Linked DNA regions of Pan troglodytes: region 2 is linked to region 1. A link is a contact called in public HiChIP or PLAC-seq data. All regions are on one chromosome and are shown on one strand. The core of a region is the stretch at or near the end of the contact, and the rest is flanking DNA. Distances in the headings are between cores, read along the strand shown. Region 1 holds the start of PTBP3 (polypyrimidine tract binding protein 3). Region 2 holds the start of UGCG (UDP-glucose ceramide glucosyltransferase).

Region 1 (6,820 bases), core at 3,337-5,836:
ATGATAGAAAGCTGTGGCTCTTCCACGTCATGTAGGCTATGGGAACAGTTAGGTTTCTCAAAATGGTTCTTGAGGAGCTAAACTCTATGCTACCTACTATTTTTGAATCAAAGTGACTCACAAACCCATGGAGCTTAATCTATAAGTTCTTTGAATTGGCCAGGCACGGTGGCTCACGCCTGTAATCCCAGCACTTTGGGAGGCGGAGGCAAGCAGATCATTTGAGGCCAGGAGTTTGAGACCAGCCTGGCCAACACAGTGAAACCCCATCTCTATGAAAAATACAAAAATTGGCTAGGTGTGGTGGTGCACGCTTCCAATCCCAGCTACCAGGGAGGCTAAGGCAGGAGAATTGCTTGAACCTGGGAGGCAGAGGTTGCAGTGAGCTGAGATCGCGCTACTGCACTCCAGCCTGGGTGAGAGAGCAAGCCTCTGATTCCAAACAAACAAACAAACAAACAAAAAGTTCTTTGAATTTAGAACCAAGGGGCAGGGGAAAGAGTTAAGGCTTCACCTTTTTTGTTGTAAACTGTTTTCTGTTTTCTTATATCTAGGCTTCTGTTGTAAAGCTGGACATTGAGTATTTAGGAAATGCCAAACAGTTTTGTTAATTTCAGTCAGGTGCACTGTTTTTACATTGCAGACTTCTCGGAATTATTGTTAGTATGAACAATAAATTTCGGACACACTTTATATTTACCTGTATTTATTGAGAGATGGGGTCTTCCTGTATTATTTTTTAATATTGAAATTTGGAATAGCAAAGATAGGGGTCACGCTCTGCTATTTTTTACTATTAAAATTTGTTAGCTTAAAGCATAGGGTAAGAGAGACATAACTTTAATAATTTATTTTTATTTTTATAAAAATATAGAGACAGGGTTTCACCATGTTGCCCAGGCTGGTCTCACACTGCTGAGCTCAAGCAATGCTGCCGCTTTGACCTCCCAAAGTGCTGTGATTACAGGTGTGAGCCACCATGCGCAGCCAAATTTTTTTTTTTTAAATAAAGAAACTGTAAATTGGTACAGCCTTTTTGGAATCATTTTCAAAAAATTTATCAAATTTGAATTTAAAGGCTATAAAGGCTTTATATAAAGGATTGTTGAATTATATAAAGGATATTAAGGCTTATATCCTTTGTTTCTCAATTCTACTTCTAGGGATCTATTCCTCAGATGTAATAATATGTGTGCAAAGATACTCATACATTCATGATATTTTCTGCAATAGTGTTAGTTATTTTGAATACTTGGAAACAACGTAATTTCCACTGTTTTGGAAAAGGTTAAATTATGAAATGAAATTATGAGGCTGGGCATAGTGGTTCACGCCTATAATCCCAGCACTTTGGGAGGCCGAGGTGGGTGGATCACTTGAGGTCAGGAGTTCAAGAGCAGCCTGGCCAACATGGTGAAACTCTGTCTCTACTAAAAATACAAAAATTAGCCAGGCAGGGTGGCAGGTGCCTGTAATCCCAGCTACTCCAGAGGCTGAGGCAGGGGAATTTCTTGAGCCTGGGAGGCAGAGGTTGCAGTGAGCCGAGATTGTGCCACTGCACTCCAGCCTGGAGTCTCACTTTGTCACACAGGGTGGAGTGCAGTGGTGTGATCTCGGCTCACTGCAACCTCTGCTTACTGGGTTGAGATTCTCCTGTCTCAACCTCCTGAGTAGCTGGGATTACAGGCGTGCACCACCAAGCCAGACTAATTTTCCTATTTTTAGTAGAGATGGGGGGTTTCACCATGTTGGCCAGGCTGGCTTCGAACTCCTGACCTTAAGTGATCCGCCCGCCTCGGCCTCCCAAAGTGCTGGGATTACAGGTGTGAGCCACCATGCCCAGCTATAATCCAGGATTTTTAGGTGAAAAAAAAAAAGAAAAAGAAAAATGGTAAAGGTCGCTGGGTGCGGTGGCTCACACCTGTAATCCCAGCACTTTGGGAGGCTGAGGTGGGTGGATCACAAGGTCAGGAGTTCTAGACCAGCCTGACCAACATGGTGAAACCCTGTCTCTACTAAAAACACAAAAACTAGCCAGGCGTGGTGGCGGGCGCCTGTAATCCCAGCTACTCAGGAGGCTGAGGCAGGAGAATCACTTGAACTCGGGAGGCAGAGGTTGCAGTGAGCTCAGATTGTGCCACTGCACTCCAGCCTGGGAGACAGAGCAAGACTCCGTCTCAAAAAAAAAACAAACAACAACAAAAAATAAGGTCTAGAAGGATGCACGCAGAATTGTTACAGTGGTAGTCATGGGCAGGGGGTGGTTTGGGAAGAAAAATATTAATGATAACTTTTCAATATTTTATAGTGCTTGAATTTTCCAAAATGAGCATTTATGCTGATATTACTTGTGTAGCTAAAAAAAGAGTTAAGGAAATTTCATCAACAGAATATATCCCAAATACAGTGATAGAAAGACTGCATCAGCTACTTATCTTGTTGATATTCTACATTTCCATCTGGCAATGTTTACAAATGCAACTTAATATTTAGATTTAATATAGAAAACAAAATATATTTGACATTTTGGAAGGGGACTGAGGTTAGATACAGGACTTTAAGAATTACCTCACCGAATTACTCTACCTATTTGAAAAGTTGTATGTCAAAAATATACATAAACGGACTGAAGAATCCATTCAACAGTGACGGCTGGAACCTGATTTTCTTGTGTATTCATGCAGTGCCCGGCACATAGTAGGTTAATACTGACTGAATGATGAATGAGTCCACAGTTTAGATCTTTTTAGCAGCACCTACTGATCTGAAAGCAGGAAATTAGCAAGGATAGATGTTTGAGGTTCTTGTTAGTTGCTTTTCAAATGACGAAGCCACAGGGAGGAGCCCCGCTCTTTTTTACTCAGTAGGTTAAGAATTTGGCTTAACAGTTTAGGGGGTTACATTTTGGTTATCTGTGAGTTGAAAAAGTACTCAATTTCACACTAAAAAGGGAAAAAAGCAAGCGTGTTGTCACTCGTTATATTATATATATACTTTTTGCTCAGACCAGAGGAAAGGGCTCTGGTGCAAACGTTTCCTGGTTGTGAAACTGTGAGCAAATCACTCTCTTTGTATATGTATTTTCATCTGAAAAAAGGGAATAATGAGTAAACTTTTAAAAAATGCTGGGAATATAGCCATTCCATGTTTGTACAATGAATTTTTCATATAAATTCAATACTAGACGGTTAGGTCGAAATGCACTCAGATACTTAAATTGTATACAAATTCCAGTCCGGGCAGCCTCTTTCACCTCATTCATCGTCCCAGCCACACCTATGGGGCTGGTGTCGGTCCCAGCGGTCGACTCCAGCGCCGGGCTGCCAGAGGCTGGTCCCTGGACGTGCCATCTACAGCCTCGCGCACCCGGGGCAATTCCACCTCGTTTCTGGGGTCCTCGTGGGACATTCCTGCCTACTCTTGGGAGTCAGGTCCCCAAAGCTTTTCCTGCCGGCAGAGGGAGGCATTCAAACCTGGCAGCCCGGGTCTGCGAAGCCGGAAGGCCCGCGGGGCCGCGGGAGGGCGGGCGGGGTGCGCGGCGGAGCGGGAAGCACAAGGCGCGCGCTCCCGCGAACGCAGGAGGGAGGCTGGGGGCGCGCGCGCGCGCCGGGCCGAGGGGCGGGGTCTTACAGCGACCGCGGGAAGAGGGCGCCCCAGAGCTGAGCCGGAGGCCGGCTGCCAGCGGGGCGAGGGTGGGCGCGAGCGCAGGGGCGGGCCCCGAGGGAGGGCGGGGACGGTGAGGGGGCGGGGTCGGGCTAGGCGGGGACGCGCTCGCGGGGTGGGGAAGGCGGGGGCGCGGCGGTGGCGGGAGCGTGCCCGGTCCCCGCCCCTGTTCCCACTCTCCTTCCACCTCGGACCGGCCGGGGCTCCGCAGAGCCAACGCTCGCTTGTCCCCGGAACCGCCCTGCTGCCGCCGCCTGCTTCCTCTGCTCGCGGTTAGCCCGTCAGTCCCTGCTCTGTGCGCGCCTCCATCTAGGCCATGGATGGGTAAGTACTAGGCGGCGCGGCGGCCGCACCGGGTTGCCCTGGCGCCGCTTCCACCCGGCTCTTCGCGGGACGCGTAAGGGCTGGGGAGCAGTGCGCGGCGCCGGCGGCCGGAGGAGCGGCCCCGGCCAAGCCCGACGGCGGGGCTTCCGGGCGTCTCGGTGGGGATCCCGGAATCGCGGAGGCGCCGTCCGCCGCAGGCTCTCCTTTCCCCACGCGGCGCCCCGGACACGTCCGCTGCTTCCTAGCCTTACTCGACACACCCGGGAGCAGAGGAAAGCCCGGTCCGGCCGCGGTGCCGAGGTCCGCCCTCCGCGCCCCAAGTCCGGGGAGCCCAGCTCGGCCTCCCGACACTTCCTCTCAGAAAATGGTGCGCGGCGCTGGGGGAGGCGGAGGCGGCGCGCGGGGCGGGCGTCCTCCTGCCGGGGGAGTTGCTGTTTACCGGCGAGGTGGGGCGAGCGGCCGACGGCGGGTGCACGCGTCGGTACACGTCTGGGCGGCGACCTGGTCGCAAGCCATGGTCCCACGCGGGGTCCCAGGGCCGCCGCGGGACTTGGCCGAGGTCTCCCGACTTGTGCTGTGAGATACGTTAACGCTTTCTCGACACCAGGGGTCTGGACTTAGTGACCATGGACGCTTCCCCCTCACCTTTCTCTCTCCCCAAGAAACTTAATGAATTATCTGCCCGTGTATGTAAAATATGATGTACGAGCGATTTTCGGGGGCATTTCAAATGCTCAAAAATTTAATGGGGGTCCGTGACCAAAATAAAAAGGTTTAGAGTCTATGTATATAAACTGTTCTCTGGGGACTCAGGGATATGGGGTGGGACTTGACATATTTTGGTAATTAAAGTAACAACTATGTTAGGATTTTGGTGAATTAATTGAAGGTTGTAGTATCTGTACCTACGGATTAAAAAAAAATCTCCAACTCGGTTTATTCCCATTATGTATTTGAGGTTTTTTTTAGCTTGTTACCTACTTTTGATGACAAGATTTCTGTGAGGTTGTGGAATATATGCAACTTGCTAGAACAGTAAAAGTCGTTCACATGTTGCCATATAGTTGATGATATGCTATTTGAAGAAGATGAAATCTTCCAACAGCTTTTGACCTCATTAGATTTCATTTATTTTAGTTTCACAATACTAAGTGTATATGACATTTCGGATTGATTCATTTGAATGCAGATTGCACACTGCTACAGACATCAAAGTGGAGTTTTAGATTTTATTCATGATTGTGATGTTCTTTATTTTTATTTGATTGAAGCTTTAAAAAATTTCTTAAAATTATAACTTTTTTGGGTACACAGTAGGTGTATATATTTTGGGGGGGAATTGAAGCTGTTTTTATTGTTTGAAGTTTCTTCGAGAACATTGTTGAAAACTTATTTCACATTACCTTATTCGGTTGCATTTTATATGTTGAAAAATTTTGTGGTCGTAAAGATTTGTGTCATACTAATATTTTGGTTCAGGCAGGCTGTGAATTTAGCATTTCATTATGTGTAGTTAATTGTCTGGAAGGTTTGACTTAAATAATGGAAGCAGGCTATTTTTTTGTGTCGTAAAATGTATAGTTATAATAAAGAGGACTCTTGAATTTTGCGTCTTTGCTGTTAAACTGTAGGATAACTGTGAAGTGCAAACTTACTTTTTGATAGTGTTTAAGAAGTTAACTCTCCCTTCACGCTATTTGTGGTTTTAAAGGTAGTAGTGGGTTTATTGGTTTGAATATGCAAGGCAGTTATACAGATACTGACTGGAAGGTAAGTTCATTTGGAAGTTCAAGTCGGAGCATGATTTGCCCTTTGTATCAGAACCAATAACCATAGTGTTACACAATCTTATTTTTTATGCAGCAAGCGTCCAGTTACTTATCACATTTAAATTTTAGACAAATGAATTTCAAGTTTCAGAAGTTTACAAGGAAAAATAAAAAATCTACGTGGTATTTTAAAAACAGTTTACATCATCTAGAGTCATTTATTCGTTGACTTTTATGAGGTAATGATGACATAGGTTATTAACAATATGTAGAATGTATTCGTAGCTTTCTTCTAGGAGATATGAAGAAAAACATTAATCGAAGACAGTTTCTTGGGGCTTAGAAGAGAAGAATTTTTGTATGGCAGGACTTTAAAGGGGATTTTCACACCCTGGTCTTAAGGGATGTGGTTTAAGAATACAGTGCATTTTTGCCTTCAGGAGACTAATTAAATTTCTACATTTTCCAACAGCCTGAAAAAGATCCTTTTTCCTTATTTGGGTAGTTAAAAAACAAACCACAAGCCACCAGTCAACATATCTTTCTAGTTCCTCCTCAAATCCCAACTGTCTCTCGTGCGTATATGTGTGTGTGTGTGTGTGTGTGTGTGTGTGTGTGTGTTCGTTTCCTCCTAAGAGATAATTTATACTTAAACACAGTTTTGACGTGATAGAATATTTTTAAAAAGCAAATCTTTGAAAATTTTGATGTCTGAAATGTGATGTTTGTATTTATTTTAGTTCTGAGAGACTGTCTTAACTATATTTTGGTGAGCAATTTTGGGTGGTAAATGCAGATTTGCAAGATGCCTTCTATTTCTGTAAAATCCAAGCACTGGTTTTGTTTCATTTAAAACCTCAGACACGATTATTCATGCCAGTGACTTAAAAGAACAAACTTTGGTGATTTTAAGTTTTGGGTTGGCTTCGTTAAATAGAGGTAAATGGATAAACACTCATTTTTATTGAAGTTTGACTATACTTTCCTAAATACTAAAAGATAACAGGATTTGTTTCTTGCATTGGTAGTAAGGATTTGCTTTTACACTCTGCTGTTGCTAGACT
Region 2 (6,868 bases), core at 508-3,007, 440 kb after region 1:
ACTAAAGTCAACAATATCCAAGTGGCATGTTTTCTTTCACTTTCAAAGAAATATCAGTATAACTTGTACCAGCATCATCTTTCTCAGTACCAGGAAATGCCACACTATACTAATAAAATACAGTGTTTCCAAAAGCAAAGGCACACTTTTTCCGCAGTAAAAAGGAAAAAAAAAAAACCCAAAAAACTAAAAGTAACTAATTTCTTAAAGTCTCTTCCACTAACATACACTCTATTCTAGTTCATGGTAACGATTACTATATACAATTGCTCTTTTCTCCCCCCAGACTAAAAATCCAAGTGAATCGATATCAGTAATGTGCTCTATACAATTTTTTCATTTCTTTACAGAGGCAGATTTCACCTTAAACAGTGGATATACCAAACTAGCCACATAACCCATGTCTCTATTCACGCCATCACCCAGTTCTATTTTACTTACACGCTTCGTCACAATCTCATAACCTTATTTAGATTTTATCTGCTCCTTCCTTCTAGAATGTAAGCCCCATGAGGACAGGAATTCTGTCCTGCTCACCACCATGTCCCCTGGCCAATAACAGTGCATGGTATCTAGTAGGCCTCAAGAAGTATTTGTTAAACAAAAATGAAAAGATGTGGCCGGCACGGGGAGAGTACAAATCTACATAAAACAATAAAACGAGGAACTGAAAAAAGGAAAGAAAACCACGCTGAGATGTACAAGCTGACAGGACTCAAAGCTATCATGCCAGCTCGGAGGTTTGGTGGACATTTTTCAGGGTGGACAGGTGCTTCACACCTATCTAAGCGCATAGAGCCCTTCCAGGAAGAAGAAAATCCACAGGGAGGTGTCCAGATAGCTGTGAGCAGCTCCCAGAAAAGTGGACACAATCACCACCCTAACAGAAACGTGGCCCAGGTCGGGAGAAAAAAACAATACACCATACATCTCGGCCCAGATGAAAAATCACACGAATCCCCAGCACAATCAAACCAAGCCACCACCTTCAGCCTGACACGTAAGAGCAGTCTCCTTTAGCCTGGCTGGGCAGTCGCCTGCAACCCAGCAAACCCTTCCCACGCCCAACACTTTTCCCTCGCAAAGACCACCGCCACCGCCGGTCCGAGGGGCGAGGGAACGGGGGGAACAGCCTGACGATCAGCTTTCTCCACCCCCGCCCGAGCCCAGTCCCCTTCAAAGCGCAAACGTTTCCCATTCTCGCCTGTCCCCGAGGCCCGGACCCCTGCCCCGAGCCCCTCCTGCGGTCCCTCACTCACGTGTAGATGATAGCCATGAAATGCATCAGCCACAGCACCAAGAAGAGGACGAAACCGAAGACGGCCATTCCCTCCAGGGCCAGGTCCAGCAGCGCCATCCCCCGGCCCGCCGGCCCGGCCCGGCCCGCTGCGGCCGCCAACACGGACAACGCTCCCGCAGGAGGAGGACAGGGTGGGCGCCCGGTGCGGGGGCGCGGGAGGCGAGAGGAAGGTGGGGAGAGGAAAGGGCGGAGGGGGTGGGGACGGAAGGGGCGGGCAGGGCCTGCGCGCCCCCGCCCGCGCGCTCTCGCCTGCGCGCTGTCTTCGGCGCGCTCGCGGGCGGCTGCGGGTGCTGCGGTCTCCCGGCTCTGGTCGGGGCGACCGCGGCCCCGCGCTCCGGTTCGCCTCTCCCGAGCCTCGCGGCCGCCCACCAGACCCTGCGCGCGGGCACCTCCGCCGCCTCTCCGTCTCGCCGCCGGGCTCCCGGCCGAGCAGCTCCGCCGCCGCAGCTCCGCGCACTAATCAAAACCGGCGGCTCGCGCCCCACTCCTCGGCACGTCCCGCCCCCGGAACCGCGGCGCCCGCCTCTCCCAGGGGCGGTGCCCCCACCGGTCCACGCCCACCCTGTCGCCCGCGCGCCCGCTGCGGCGCCGGCGAGAGCGCGCCGGGGAGATCGTGTCCTGCTGCCCGCAGGACGCAGGCTGGGCTTCCTCCGGCTGCTCGCTCCCGCTGCCGCCCACCTAGGCGGAAAGCGCTGCAGCCCTGGGCCGGGCTCCCTCGGTGTCGGTGGCAGCTCGGGACCCTGTGCCTGGCTGGAGGCTGCTCTCTCTCCGTCTGGCCCTGCTGTTCCTGGGTGCGCCAGAAAAAGACACGGGTTCCGGGCAGCTGCCGGCGCTTGTCTAGAAATCCAACTTCCAACGCCGCGTCTGCAGCCTCCCCGCCGGGCACTGCTACTGCTCGGAGCAGCCAGGCCCTCCAGGCCACGTTCCTGGGCGCAAGGGATGCCCATTGCCTTCCCTCTTACTGCTTTTAATGCTGTGGGATCTTGGATCAAAAGGGACCGGAGAGTAAAATAATCTCCATGCGCCTCACAGATCTCTAAGCGCCTTAGCGACCGTGTGTATTATAAAAAGAAATTCTCAAACTCAGAATTAAAGAATCAGTTGATATTGAAATTCCCTAAGACTGCCATCCAATACGGTAGCCACATGTGGCTAAGTGAGGGTTGGAAAGGCAGCTTGCCACTCTGGAGTAAACAGTACATCAGATGTGGAAGACCATCTCGTTAGTAAATTTTATATTGATTGCATGTTGAAAAGATAATATTTTGGACATATTACATTAAATTAGGTAAATTATTAAGTTAATTTCTCTTTTTAAATACTTTGGCTAGGTACTAGAAAATTTTAATTGTACGTGTGGACAGCACAGCTCTAAAATGGGAAGAAATGTCACTTTGGGTAGTAAGGTAACTAAGTATTTGTCCTAATTTTAAGTCATCCCAAGAAGATGCTAGTACTCAATGTTTGTGTTTCTTCAATCTAGATGAGTTTATACTATTTCTGCATTGTTTTATGTTTATTGTTGCAAGTGATTTCCTTTTAAATAATCCATGACCTCCCTTGAGATATTTCAGAATTGAATTCAATTTTGAAAAGAAGTTGTGGCTGGGCGCGGTGGCTCACACCTGTAATCCCAGCACTTTGGGAGGCGGAGGCAGGTGGAGCATGAGGTCAGGAGTTCAAGACCGGCCTGGCCTAGATGGTGAAACCCCGTCTCTACTAAAAATACAAAGAATTAGCTGGGCGTGGTGGCAGGCGCCTGTAATCCCAGCTACTCCGGAGGCTGAGGCAGAGAATTGCTTAAACCTGGAGGGGCGGAGGTTGCAGTGAGCCGAGATCGCGCCACTGCACTCCAGCCTGGGCGACAGAGCGAGACTCTGTCTCGAAAAAAAATAGATGAATTTAAAAAAAAGAAAAGTTGTTTATTATTGCTGTTTATGGTAGTTAATAGTCACTGAATGATCTACCTCAATCTGCAATTAAATGACAAACTACAACTAGAAGAGTTAATGTCCGAACCATTCCTCGATTAACATCCTTGGCTCCACTGGTGCAGAATCAGTGGGAAAGAACAATGTTTCAAAATCAAATTCCCACTGTTGAGAGTTACTGGCTGATAAAAATAGCAGGATGGAGGGCCAGGCGCAGTGGCTCATGCCTGTAATCCCAGCAGTTTGGGAGACTCAGGTAGGAGGATTGCTTGAGGCCAGGAGTTTGAGACCAGCCTGGGCAACATGATGAAACCCTGTCTCTACAAAAAAAAAAAAAAAAAATTAGCCAGGCATGGTTATGGCACCTATAGTCCCAGCTACCGGGAAGGCTGAGGTGGTAGGATCACCTGATCCTGGGAAGTGGCGGCTGCAGTGAGCTGTGATCGCACCACTTAACTCCAGCCTGGGTGACAGTGAGTCCCTGTCTTAAAAAAAAGTGGAATAGAATTCTAACATCGAAATGACGTTCCAAACAAAAATTTACGATTGTAGTTAATTCTAAGGCACACTTCAAAAAAACACTTTAACAAATTTTAATTTCTCTGAAATGGGAATGCATCTCACAGTCAATGCCATCTTAGAGTTAATTGGCGTTTTTCCTTTTTTTTTTTTTTTTGAGGTGGAGTCTCGCTCTGTCGCCAAGGCTGGAGTGCAGTGGCGTGATCTAGGCTCACAGGAACCTCCGCCTCCTGAGTTCAAGCAATTCTCCTGTCTCACCCTCCCCAGTAGCTGGGACTACATTTGCACACCACCACACCCGGCTAATTTTTGTGTTTTTAGTAGAGACGGGGTTTCACCATATTGTTCAGGCTAGTCTCGAACTCCTGACCTCGTGATCCACCTGCCTCGGCCTCCCAAAGTGCTGGGATTACAGGCGTGAGACACTGTGCCCAGCCAATGGCTTGTGGTTTTCTTTTACTCAAATATAAAATAATAGTGCATCTCAGTGATATATAAAATAATGCTGCATCTTATCATTAAATGCCCTCTTAGATTTGAGGAACACCAATTGCTTAATTTAAGCATTGTTTTATATTCTGCATTTTTTCAAAAATGTTTTCTGGAACCTTACAACAAAGGGTTTTATATAGTATGACCAGTAACACAAAAAAAGAGGCCAAAGAAATGTGAAAGTAGATATTCTTAAGAGTTAACAAATTTGCTAAATTGAGTATAATCAGTAGATTAAAGATCAGTTATATTATACTTGACCCTAGTTAAACTATGTTTACCCAAACTTCGTTTTAAAACAGCTTTAGAAAAGGGAAGAGTACGAAGACAGTATAAAGATCTGTGGTTGCCATGGAGCAGAGGAAAGAGGGACAAATAGATGACAGGATTTTTAGGGCTGTGAGTGAAACTATTCTGTATGATCCTATAATAGTGTATACATGTCATATATTTGGCAAACCCCGTAGAAAATACACCACCAAGAGCGAACCCTAATGTAAGCTATGGACTTTAGGTGATAATGGTGTGTTAATGTAGGTCCATCAGTTGTAACGAATATGGTGCTCTGGTGCAAGATGTTGATAGTGGAGGAGGCTGATGGAGGGAATGGCAGTGGGTATATGGGAACCTTCTGTACTTTCTGCTCAGTTTTGCTGTGAACCTAAAACTACTCTAAAAAGTAAATTCTTAAAAAAAATTAGTGAGTGTTCCACTAAAGGTGTTCTATGTATATATGTATACAAATATGTGTATAACATTGGAAATGCTATAAATGTCTGAATAAGATATACCAGTTTGCGGCTGGGCGCGGTGGCTCAGGCCTGTAATTGCAGCACTTTGGGAGGCCAAGGTGGGAGGATCTCAAGCCAGCCTGGGCAACATAGCGAAACCCTGTTTCTACAAAAAATAGAAAAATTAGCTGGGCGTGGTGGCAGGCAACGTGGTAAAACCCTGTTTCTACAAAAAATACAAAATCTAGCCGGGCATGGTGGTGGGTACCTGTAATTCCAGCTACTTGGGAGGCTGAGGCAGGAGAATCACTTGAACCTGGTAGGCAGAGGTTGCAGTGAGCCAAGATCATGCCACTGCACTCCAGCTTGGGTGCCAGAGCGAGACTCTGACTTAAAAAAAAAAAAAATTACCAGTTTGCCATCAGATCCCAGGATTTAGCACCTTGTGGGCACTTAAATATTTGTTGACTGAATGAATAGATAAAATGTTTATTTATCCATTGACAGAAGTCACTGGAAAAATTTCAGTGACTTCTGAAATTTTCTGGAAAAAATTTCTGGAAAAATTTCTCAGCTTTCTCCTTTGTCTGTAAAGATTTTTAAATGGTTTTTCGTTGTGAGAAAAATACACATTAACTTCCATACCTCCTCCTTTATCTTATAAAATTAAGCTAAAGAGTTAGAGTAATTACATATTAGTTCAACTAATCACGTCCTGAAGACCTGCTCCAAAGCCCATACTCTACTTGACAGTCAACAACATAATTTTCGTCTCAATATCACATATTTTCCATCTTTGTCACTGTTATAAATAATTTTTCATGTAAACATTTTAAAGATCACAATCCAGTTTTCTATGGTGAGTGTATTATTATTTTTAAAAGATAGGCATACTGTAAATTTTCAGCCCTATAAAAACTTAAAAAATAAGGTGAAAACAAGGTGATCCTCCAGAAATTGAGTAAATTTGAAGTTTCATAAACAAAGAATCAATTGACATGAAATTTGTGGTGCTAATGCCAAGAAAAAAGTAATTCTTGTCTTTTTTCTAAACATGTTTAGAATTAAGTAGAAAAATACCTTAACTATCAGCTCAGGTGATTAACTTACATTGGTTTGTTATGCATGAAATGGTAACTTTGTAAAAGCCTTCAGATCCTAAGATACTGTGTTACTGTAAATTGCCTTTAAATGATACAAAGATTCCAGGCAAATTATCAGTTCAGGGCCTGATCTTGATAAACCACTGGTATCCTGTGTTTATATATGTGGGTGTGGTCCAGGAGAGTGACTAGAGTTTACTAGAGTTCATGTTCTTCTCAGCTGCTATGCTAACTCATATCCAAATGCCTAATTAAAATTTTTTTTTTTTTTTTGAGGTGGAGTTTCGCTCTTGTCGCCCAGGCTGGAGTGCAAGTGGTGCTATCTCAGTTCACTGCAAACCTCCACCTCCCGGATTTAAGCGATTCACCTGCTTCCGCCTCCAGAGTAGCTGGGACTATAGATGCACGCCACCACGCCTGACTGGTTTTTGTATTGTTAGTAGAGACGGGGTTTCACCATGTTGGTCAAGATATTCTTGATCTCGTGACCTTGTGATCCGCCCGCCTCAGCCTCCCAGAGTGCTGGGATTACAGGCGTAAACCACTGCACCAGGCCTAAAATCTTTTTTTTAAAATCACATACTCGGCCGGACACGACTGTAATCCTAGCACTTTGGGAGGTCAAGGCGGGCGGATCATGAGGTCAGAAGTTCGAGACCAGCCTGGCCAACACGGTGAGAGCCTGTCTCTACTAAAAATACAAAAATTAGCCAGGCATGGAGGTGCGTGCTTGTAATCCCAGCTACACAGAAGGCTGAGACAGGAAAATTGCTTGAACCTGGGAGGCAGAGG

The links. HiChIP or PLAC-seq counts read pairs in DNA pulled down with a chosen protein or histone mark.
Region 2: a contact with region 1 is called in an H3K4me3 HiChIP or PLAC-seq map of stem cell-derived excitatory neurons, with 8 times the contacts expected there. The contact joins the promoter of UGCG here to the promoter of PTBP3 in region 1. A contact is called at or near these places in 1 of 7 Hi-C or Micro-C datasets (stem cell-derived neural progenitor cells) and 1 of 1 datasets of contacts at active chromatin or transcription factors (stem cell-derived excitatory neurons).

Annotation. Positions count from the first base shown.
Region 1 is chr11:26,143,408-26,150,227 of NHGRI_mPanTro3-v2.0_pri, forward strand. It overlaps PTBP3 (polypyrimidine tract binding protein 3), which reads left to right and starts at 4,587. Exons shown (of 15, transcript NM_001280380.1): 1 at 4,587-4,673.
Region 2 is chr11:26,582,930-26,589,797 of NHGRI_mPanTro3-v2.0_pri, forward strand. UGCG (UDP-glucose ceramide glucosyltransferase) reads right to left here and starts at 1,758. Exons shown (of 9, transcript XM_016961429.4): 1 at 1,260-1,758. The coding sequence starts at 1,357.